Linked DNA regions of Gossypium hirsutum: region 2 is linked to region 1. Evidence: chromatin contacts called from public Hi-C data. All regions are on one chromosome and are shown on one strand. Each heading gives the region's core, a stretch centred on a gene start, on an enhancer-like site or on the middle of the called end of the contact. The rest is flanking DNA. Distances are from core to core; before and after follow the strand shown. Region 1 holds the start of LOC107925661. Region 2 holds the start of LOC107925636 (digalactosyldiacylglycerol synthase 1, chloroplastic).

Evidence for each region. Hi-C and Micro-C count contacts between places; a contact is called where the count stands out from the background.
Region 2: a contact with region 1 is called in a Hi-C map of leaf, with 2.0 times the contacts expected there. The contact joins the promoter of LOC107925636 here to the promoter of LOC107925661 in region 1. A contact is called at or near these places in 3 of 34 Hi-C or Micro-C datasets (hypocotyl and leaf).

What each region holds. Positions count from the first base shown.
Region 1 is chrA01:115,360,101-115,364,863 of Gossypium_hirsutum_v2.1, reverse strand. It overlaps LOC107925661, which reads right to left and starts at 2,465. Exons shown (of 4, transcript XM_016856371.2): 1 at 1,639-2,465; 2 at 1,038-1,193; 3 at 274-939; 4 at 1-146. The coding sequence starts at 1,977.
Region 2 is chrA01:115,630,335-115,635,506 of Gossypium_hirsutum_v2.1, reverse strand. LOC107925636 (digalactosyldiacylglycerol synthase 1, chloroplastic) reads left to right here and starts at 2,458. Exons shown (of 7, transcript XM_016856341.2): 1 at 2,458-3,263. The coding sequence starts at 2,637. LOC107925637 (ribosome biogenesis protein NSA2 homolog) reads left to right here. Exons shown (of 9, transcript XM_016856342.2): 4 at 417-525; 5 at 605-673; 6 at 804-861; 7 at 975-1,210; 8 at 1,301-1,352; 9 at 1,434-1,922. The coding sequence ends at 1,501.

The DNA.
Region 1 (4,763 bases), core at 1,216-3,715:
GCAAAGAAGACATGGGATTGAAGCTTCAAGAGTCCATCACGGCTTACCACTTCTTTCTGTTCCCAACTGCCAACCGCAAAATTGTCCTCCCCAAATTCAGAAACTGATGTACGGTTTACAGATGAATCTTCATCAGTTTTGTGCCACTGCCAAGACAAATGGCAGCTAAATTCAGAACTTAAAATACTCAACGAAATTCAGGATTAATAAGTTAAATGATGATCAGACAGTTTACATGTGAATTGAACTAAAATATCAATGAATTATTCTTACCCCAAGCGATTCATCAGAACTAAGCTGACGGCGGTCAAAATCAATGTCATCTCCACCTTCTTCTCCATAGGCTTTCTTTAACAGTGGTTCCCCTTTCACTTTAGGAGACCTGAAACTCAGCTTCCTTTTTCTCCAAGGCAAAATACTGCGCTTCGAAGTCTGCAGAAGCGATGGCTCTGACATCAATGCAGCAGAATCCTCAAAGTTTGAGCAGCCGACATCTGATTTCCGATTGCTGTAGTACACCCAATCCTCACTGATCCCCACGCTGGAGTAAAATGATCCCCCAGCATAATTCGAATGTGCCAGAGTACCATAACTAAATGACTTCCTAATGGTGGAGTCATCCTTTACCTCGTCCGATTCTACTTCCTCAAAATCATCTAGTGAATCGGTGTCCAGTGGATACTCACCATCATCACTACGAGCAGAACACCTTCCTTCACTACCTTCATCCTCTCGACAAGCTTTTTTTGCTCTCCTAGTAGAAACGTACTCAGTAAAGATTTTCACTTTTCTAAGACCAGCTTTAATCGCAGAAAGCTCATCCTTTTCCATTGTGACACTTTCTCCAGACTGAAGAGGTGATGCAATAGGCACTACAGCTCTCTGTTCCGGCTCACTGGTTTCTTGAGTAGTTCTTAGTTCCAACAGGCTAAGTGATATCTACAGGATGAATAACAACTTAATAATTATAACATGAAAAAAAAACATACATCTCCGAATGAAGAAAAAAAAAAGAAACTTTCGCAAGAGGCACATACGTAGAGTTGGGGACTTGGCTCAGCGGCACCAGTGGAAAGTGTGAGCGGTATTTTTATCTCAAACTCTTTATCTTCAGCCACAGATGCATATTCAGCAAGATTCAACGATGCCGTCCCAACAACAGTAGCCTTGTTCTTTGGTCCCTGGTTCAGCCCCTGTATCGAGAAAGATAACCTCTTGAAACGGACAACAGTACGATGATAAAAGAAAAACATAACCTTCCATAATTTAGACCAATCAAAAAGATCAGACAGAAGAATTAGTAAGTCAAACAAGAAAACCAATGATGGAAACAGCTGTTTCTGATGTTTCCTATGGAATAAAATTAGCAATGTTTCAGAACATGTCCAACTGTCCTATAGTCAACAGTCATAAGGAAACAAAACAATCAGATGAATAGCAAAACTGGTTCGAAACTAAATTCTATTCTATGGATTTGTATAAAAACATGGATCAGATAAAAAAAAATCTTCATTTCAATTTCAGACCAATTGAACAACCAAAATAACATACCAAACAAAATCAAAGAGTAATAAATTGAATACCCAAAAGGCCAAAAACACTTAACTCTTCAAAGAAACATGTTCTTGTGAGACTTACATTCAAGACAGAGAAAGCGATCTCCCAAGGATGAAAGACATTGTCTTTATAAGCCGATAAGCTACAAAGGGTTTGAAACTCTTCATCCCATATAATGACGCCGTTCTGGCCAACGCCGCCGTCGACTTCTTTAGTGAAATTCCTCTTAACCGTTCGCCTTAAAGAACCAAGCGAAGCCTTTGGACCTTTCCATCGAATCTCCACCGTTAATTTCTCCGGCTTCTCCTCACCTTCCCTTTTCAGATCCCACCCTTCTAATCTCCTTACAATTAACTTCACCTCGTACTTTTTCGAAACCAGAGGCGGCCATGGTCGCCACCTCATCATCTTCACCACCATTTCCCAAACCCAAAATCCAACAACAACAAAGAAACAACCTTAAATTCGTGGAATTGTAAATTTTCTCGAAATCCCAGAAATTATATATGTTATCTTTCTGGGTTTTTGAAATGTAAACCCCAAACTACCCAAAAAAAACAATCTTGAGGTTCTTGAATCAAAATAGAGAAGGAAAAGAAAGAAAGGTAGTTAAAAGAGAGATTAAAAAATGGCGATTTTAATAGTTAAAAGGGAAAATGATTTGATTTTGAAAGGAAAAGGGATTACTCTCTTGGGGACAGAGTACAGAGACAGAAGGGAAGGGGGTCCCTATTTATAATAATAAAAATGAAGGGAGAGAGTGGACATTGATGAAGGAAGAAGGTTGAATGAACTTAGGCTCAGGGTCCGGGGTTAATAGGGTAACTAGGGTTAAAAGTGGGGGAGGCCAACAAAGACAAAAGGGTTAAACTTTAAGTAAGCAGAGAGAGAGAGAGTGAGAGACAATGATTCTGGTATCGACGGGGGCACGATGTAACCGCGTAATAACGATATTTTTTTTTTCTACAAAAAGAAAAAATTAGAAACGCATACTATTGGTAACATTCACAGTCAACCTTTGAATCCACTCACAAACGCACACTTTGATCCCTCTTACTTATTAGAGTCAATCCGTCCGACAAAATTGATTTATTGTTTAGAAGCGGCTCAAGGTACATTTACTTTGAATTTTGATAAAATTGTAAATACTTCATTCATGTGTATTTTCACCCAGATAATTATCATAAATCTTTAAGATTAAAATATAGAGAATTTAAATACTTTAGGACTTTTTTATTGTAGATGTAAATTAATCTCAGCCATTAATATAATTTGATTTATATTTTTAAATTTAAGAAAGTTTAACTATAAATAAAAATTTAAGATTATGATCTTTCAAAAGTTAAACTGAGTGTGTGATTTGTCAAACTAAAGTTCTAAAATCGTAACATTAACCCTTACTGTTTTATCAGTATTCAACAAAAAACAACCTAGCGAAGGAGAACAACCTAGCGGAGGAGGCTTCCAAGCGATTCAATGAGGACCCTGATGGATACGTGAAACTAGGGATAGCCACGCTCGTTCAATATCTCAAATGAAATTTCATGCATATGCTAGCACTTCTTGTGGTGAACTCAATATTCCTTGAAAATTTTGCTTGTTCTGACACTTCCATAAACCCCATAAGATAAATGTAATCATATCCCATGGAAGCATTTGAAACTCAACAACTCCCTAGACCAACAATTACGTTCTAACCACTGCCAGAAAGGAATAAAAAAGAAATCTGATTGCATATTATTAATCCGCAAGGATATCTATACCTCTCTCGTAAAAGGACATATGCCTAAAATATGATCCATAAATTTCAAATCAAATCAGATTCCGCACAAAGAGCATTATAAGTAATATGCTTACGATATCGAAACTGATTAGAGTTGAAACAAAACAATTCTTGAGTCAGAAGATATATTTTATAAAGTAATTTTATTTTTGAGACTAATGAGATTTTTTTTCAAAAAAATTTATTTAATTACTTCATCAAAATTCTATTACTCGATGTAACAAGGTGCTTGAAGAAGCACATGACCTGGAAATGCAAGATATAACATATTATAAGTATTATTAAAGAATAAGAAAAAAAAATGTAAGAGTTTGAACATCCTTTAACATATCATGATAAAACACATGTATATGACCTACTCATTAATTTTGATAATCATATTCAAAAATAAAGATCATAAGTGTACTACCGGTAAAAGAAATATTAAAAAAATTCACAAGCAAATTTAAGAATTTTTAAAATAACTTTATTTATTATTATTTTTATTTCACTTGAATAACATAATAATCCACATATATATAATAGAAAATATTTGGTATAATGAATGTAAGATATAATAAATAAAAATTAAAAATAAATACATATATAATTTTTTTTAATGATATTGACAATATCCAGATATTAACCTATATATATAATTCAATGTCTATCAATAATCAAAAAATAGGTCATAAAATTAGGAGTGGCCCAAGATTTTGAAAGTAATATGTAATCAATAAAAGCATTCAAAATTGTGGGGGGAGTAGTGGCTAGATATGTACCCACTCTTGAAATTACATAATAGTAAAAATAACAGTAAAGGGGAAGTAGGGTCGAATCCTCAGGGATCGGATTGTACGAATTCTCGTTTCTTGAAATCCTGGACAATTTCTTGGCCAAGAAAACCTGCGTTCCTGAAAAATAAAAAAAATAAAATTAAAAATCTAGAAAAATAAAAATAGAATTTAAAGTGAATTGAAATTGCGAAATTAAATAAATTGCAGAAATTAAAATGAGGAAAAATAAATAGAGTTAGGAAAAAGAAAGTTTCTTATGTGGCGAGATTCCAGCCTCCGGTTGTCTCGTTCTGCCTTGGGTTCAATCATTGGCTTTTAAGTAAGCCTTCTCGAGCAAGATAAGTCAGTTATAGTGGAAGAGGACGCTTATGACCACCAGCTCCTAAGATTTAGACTTAAGATTTGGCAGAACCTGACTCTAACCAATGATCGCTTTTGTTGGGACTATCTTCTGCTAGATCACCACTTCCCAACGGCGAATACCACACCGTTTTGTCTCTTGGATTCGCCAACCTCTAACGCAGAAAGCCAATGAACCGACTATGTAATCTTCCCAAAACGTACAAAGCGGCCGTTCCTTGCACAAGTTGAAAAGATCACCTATTAAGGGACATGGACGAAAGCGTCAGCCCCGTAGTGCGGAGAAA
Region 2 (5,172 bases), core at 1,209-3,708, 270 kb before region 1:
AACTTGATTGTCTTCCATTTTCATGTTGCTCAAAATTGAAAATTTCTTTCGTGAGTAGCTAATCCATATCCGGTTGTCAGTGCATGTATTTTGGAATGGTTAAAATGCATTTATGAATGGTGGTATTAGAGAAGAGATTGAATGGTATTAGATATTGCCTTCTGATTTTCCCTGAGAATTTCTTTTAGAATTACTTCAAACATGTAAATGAATTAGAAAAACACACCTATAATTTATATTGTTTTGTTTACACCAAAGGATTTGAAACATGAGTTGAAACCTACCTTTGAGACATGAATTTCTTGTTTTAAAGCGTGACCTTGTTTCAAAGAGCTGTTATTTCTTCATCAGTTCTGGTCTCTTCTTTGTTAGTTATGTAATAACCGAGAATTATATTTTCATCATGTCAAGAACAGATTGGCTATGCATGAGGAATCATCAACTAGGCGTAAGGTTGATGACGAAGTCCAAGATGGAGCTATTCCTGCCTATCTTATGGATCGTGAAAATACCACACGTGCTAAGGTATGCTTATAAATGAGGTTGTTTCTTTAGTACCTATATTTATGTCAATCAATATATATAACATTATGCTTTGCCCTAGGTTCTTAGCAATACCATAAAGCAAAAGAGGAAAGAGAAAGCCGGAAAATGGGAGGTCCCTATTCCCAAGGTAATAAGACTTCCGAACTTTTCTGTTTGTTATATCTTAATATGTTCTTTCTCGATTTTTCTTTTGTATTCTGGTCTTAACGGTTCTCATAGTTACATTTGTTTGACTTTGAACTTTTGTACCTCTTTAGGTCAGGCCGGTCGCAGAAGATGAGATGTTTAAGGTGCTCAGAACTGGTAAAAGAAAAAGTGAGTATATACAATTTAGCTTATTCTGTTTGTCATGTCAACCATTAAAGAAACACAATCTTTATTTCCAGAGTTTGGTTGTCCAATTTATTTATGGTTTTCTTCTCTTGCAGCAAAGCAATGGAAGAGAATGGTTACAAAGTGCACATTTGTAGGACCTGGTTTTACAAGAAAGCCTCCAAAATATGAGCGTTTCATCCGTCCTTCAGGATTGCGATTTACTAAAGCTGATGTTACACATCCTGAGCTCAAGTGCACCTTCAATCTCGACATTATTGGGGTAAAGAAAAATCCCAATGGTCCAATGTATACATCTCTTGGTGTCATGACCAAAGGAACAATCATCGAGGTAAATTCTTTGTTTCCCATTCAAAATCATTTGGTATGACATCTGTTTACCTAGCATTATTGATACTCATTTTCTTCATGTCGAATTCAGGTGAATGTAAGTGAATTGGGTTTGGTCACGCCAGCTGGGAAAGTTGTTTGGGGTAAATATCCTCCTTGACCAATATTCGTGTTTTTCTTTATTGTTCTAGCGCTTATTCTAATCGGTTCCGATATGCGTGCAGGAAAATATGCTCAAGTAACAAATAACCCAGAAAACGACGGGTGTATAAATGCAGTTTTGCTTGTCTAAGAGGTTTACACCCCATGTGTTGGGTTGAGTCTGCTAACTTTGCTTGATTGTCATTTCATTTTATGTTGTTTAGTATGTTACATGTTTCAAATTTTGAGTAGTCATAAAGGGTAATTTTGAAAAGTGGAATGTTTTAAGTGGTAAAGAAACATGTGGATCGTGATTTGCATGAAGGGTGGATGAAGGTCAAAAACTGACAACCTTGGTGGGATCACATTGGCAGCTGCCCACAATTGCTAGCGGGAATCCGATGGCCACTAATCTCCCATATGGCATTTGGGATAGCCCTTTCCAGTTGCTTTGCATTCTATATATTTGTCCGCTTCGTAAAATCTAAAAATTTCAGAAAAATGTAATACAGAATTAGAGACGCTAAAATTTTCCAGATTGATCTCAGATAGACACCTGTTTAACTGTTAAATTTAGCCTTTAATATTTATTTTTTTATTAATGATAAAATTTTAAACGTTGATATTATAGTTATAATATAATGTCTTCGGTTTTAATCTATTAATTGATTATTGATACTAAAAAAATTATAAATTGGTTTAATCGATTTAACTACGACTTGTTCAAAAATCAGTTCATTTTTAATCTGACTGAGTAATCGGTTGTTTACATCAAGGAAGCATGGTTAGATAGGATAGCAGGAAAAGTCACACCAGCAAGGCATGGAAAATAAAGGGAAAGTTGGACAAGGAAGGTGGAAATCTTGGGCCTTAGCCAACCAAAATGGACCACGTGTACAAAATCACAATCGGGTTCAATGCAGATTCCCGCAAGGAATCGGCTCCTCTAAGCATATTCCATTAATTATCCATCTCCAAGAAGATCCTAACAAACGAATCAAAACGTGCCACCTCATATTTACACGTGACAGTCACCACGTAAGCAGGGAAATCTCTTGAACCATCTCACTATTCCTATGTGGAATTCCACGTGTCAGTTCCTACTACTTGTTCTTTGAGCACAAAACCTTAGCCGTTAAATCCTCATTGTCTCTCTCTCTCTCCCTTTCTCGTTCTCTTTCCTTTCTCGCCTCTGCAAAGTGTCAATCCCCAAAAGAGAAGAATTCAGGTTAAAGAAAAATTCTCTGTTAACGGAATATTGAAAATCTTAGCTGAATTTGCTCGCCATGGACAAGGGGTCTCAAACTACGGCAGCGGCGGCGGTGGCGACGACGACGACGTCGAATTCCAGTGCTTTCTCGTTCATTTCGAAAGGTTGGAGAGAGGTCCGTGACTCGGCCGACGCGGATTTGCAGCTTATGAAGGACCGAGCCAACACGTTCAAGAACCTCGCAGCGAGTTTTGACAGGGAAATTGAAAACTTAATACAATCCGCGACTCCAACTTTTTCGGTACCAGCGATCCGGCAATCATCGGAAATTGACTTCATGAAGAAGTTGCAGCCTAAGATATCGGAGTTCCGGAGGGTTTACTCGGCGCCGGAGATTAGCAGGAGAGTGATGGAGAAATGGGGGCCGAGAGCGAAGTTAGGGATAGACTTGTCAAGGATAAGGAGCGCGATTGTGGCGGAGGTGGACGAGACCGAGGAAGAGGATATGTATGGAATTGTTGAATTTAATAAGTTTAAGAAAGATAGGAGGGCGAGGTTTACAGAGGAAGGGCAATTTGGGGATTGGGAACCAATTCGGGCATTGAAGACAAGGTTAAGGGAGTTTGAGAAGAAAAATGCGTCGGTGGAAATTTTTGGCGGGTTTAAGAATAGTGAGTTTGTGGAGAAAGTTAAGTCCAGTTTGGTAAGTTCTTTTGTTTTCCCTGCTTTTTTCTAGACTGAGACTTAAACCCTTAGCGCTACCTTTCTTTCCCAGTTATTTGGCTTGTTTTTCTTTTCAATGTTTATGATTGGTGTGTCAGTTCTTTTTGGGTTTATTTCCTTAATACAGGGCTTTTTAGTTCCAGAATTCTCTTTTTGGTTGAATGAAGGAAACAGTGATGAATGCGCGGTGTAGTTAATGTTAGAGCATCTTGCTGATAACAAGGTATTGTTCTCTTTGGTGCTGTTGGGCTGACGGGTAACTGTTGGAGAGCGATGCTCGCTCAACGTTGTCCCTAGTTTTGTTGATGTATGAACAAGTGAAACCATGACATGAAGAGCAAGAGCACACGATGCTATGGTCGCTAAAAAGCGAGCTTATGTGGAGACTTGAATCCATGACCTCTAGTCTCCCAATCGGTTCAAGTCTCCCAATATGCTTACTTTTTAGGGATCATGGCACCATCTGCTCTTGCTTTCCAGCAGCCCGTGGTTTGCTTGTTTAGGTGCAAGTGGTCTATCCAGGCTTGCTTCAGAGCTGGGGGACAAAACCTTGAGGGTGCGTAGCTCTACAACAGTAGCGCTTGGTGCAATGACACCTAAAGAGTACAACACTTTCGCATTATCAGCACAATTCTTTAATGGTTAGAAAATTGAAATTTTTAGGATACTGAAATTGTAAATTAGAACAAAATGTTAGATAATCTCATGAGTTCATTCGAGTTTTTTAAGATGCTTGAATTTTTATTTTTTAAATGCATTTAATTGGGCTTGTAATAGTCATGCTCATACTAATGAAGGTTTTGGTTGCTTCTCATGCCATGGCTGGGAATTTTTATTGGTTTCAATTTCATATTTTGCTTCTAGGATGTTGTGCTTCAAATTAACATGTTGGTGGCTAGGTTGAATTGTATATTTTATGATTTAAAATAATAAGATGAAAATTGTGATAATATTTAGATAATAGGGCCTTCTATAACTCATTTACCTCTAAAATAAACATGGTAGTTATGGCTTTTAAAGGCTGAATCCTGTGGCATATGTAGACACGCCTTGTTCTTTAATGGGAAGATGATACAATGACTGCTTTAAAATTGCCTGGTTAATCAATTGGTTCATATATTTGGATATGGATGCAGGAATTACCATTGCAAAAAGCATGCATTCATATCTGAAGGCTGGCAAAATTGGTTTCCTTCTTTCAGTTCTATTGCTTCCTTGTAGCAGATGCCCTTTAATCAACCCCTAATAGTGGGTAGTATCTTGGCGATTAGTTACATGTTCCTTCTTTTACTTTTGAATTAAGATGTATCTAAGATATCAAAATCCCCTATTAGGAAGCATATAATTTGAATTAAGATGTATCATAAGATATCAAAATTCCCTATTAGGAAGCATATACTCTGACTGATTAAGCACTGTTGAGAAGAGAAATTAGGTTGAAGTGTTTGTGGAAAGATCAGATATTATAATGTAATTTATTCCTTTCCCTTTGACCAATCAGTTATTTTAGGATAACTAAAACATAATATCATCATGATATACAAATGGTTAATCATGATTTGGAATCTTAAGATTTTCCACCAGAAAGATAAAGATCAGAGATAGGCACATTTGCAAATTGTTGGTTTAAAATTGGATTTCGGAATCTTCTGTAATTATGTAGATGTAAATTTAATTCTTAGTTTATTTCTCACTACCCAGAAACATACATTCCTGTAAGGACCTTTTTATCTAACATAAAGTTCCTGTGATGGAAAAGGTTATGTAACTTGAAGAGTAAGCATTTTAGTTTGCTCACTCTACGGTATTCCATAAAAGGAATTCTGTTATAACTTGTTGCTGAAGATCCTTAGATTGATGGTATATAGTTGGATGTTGTACATTTTAGC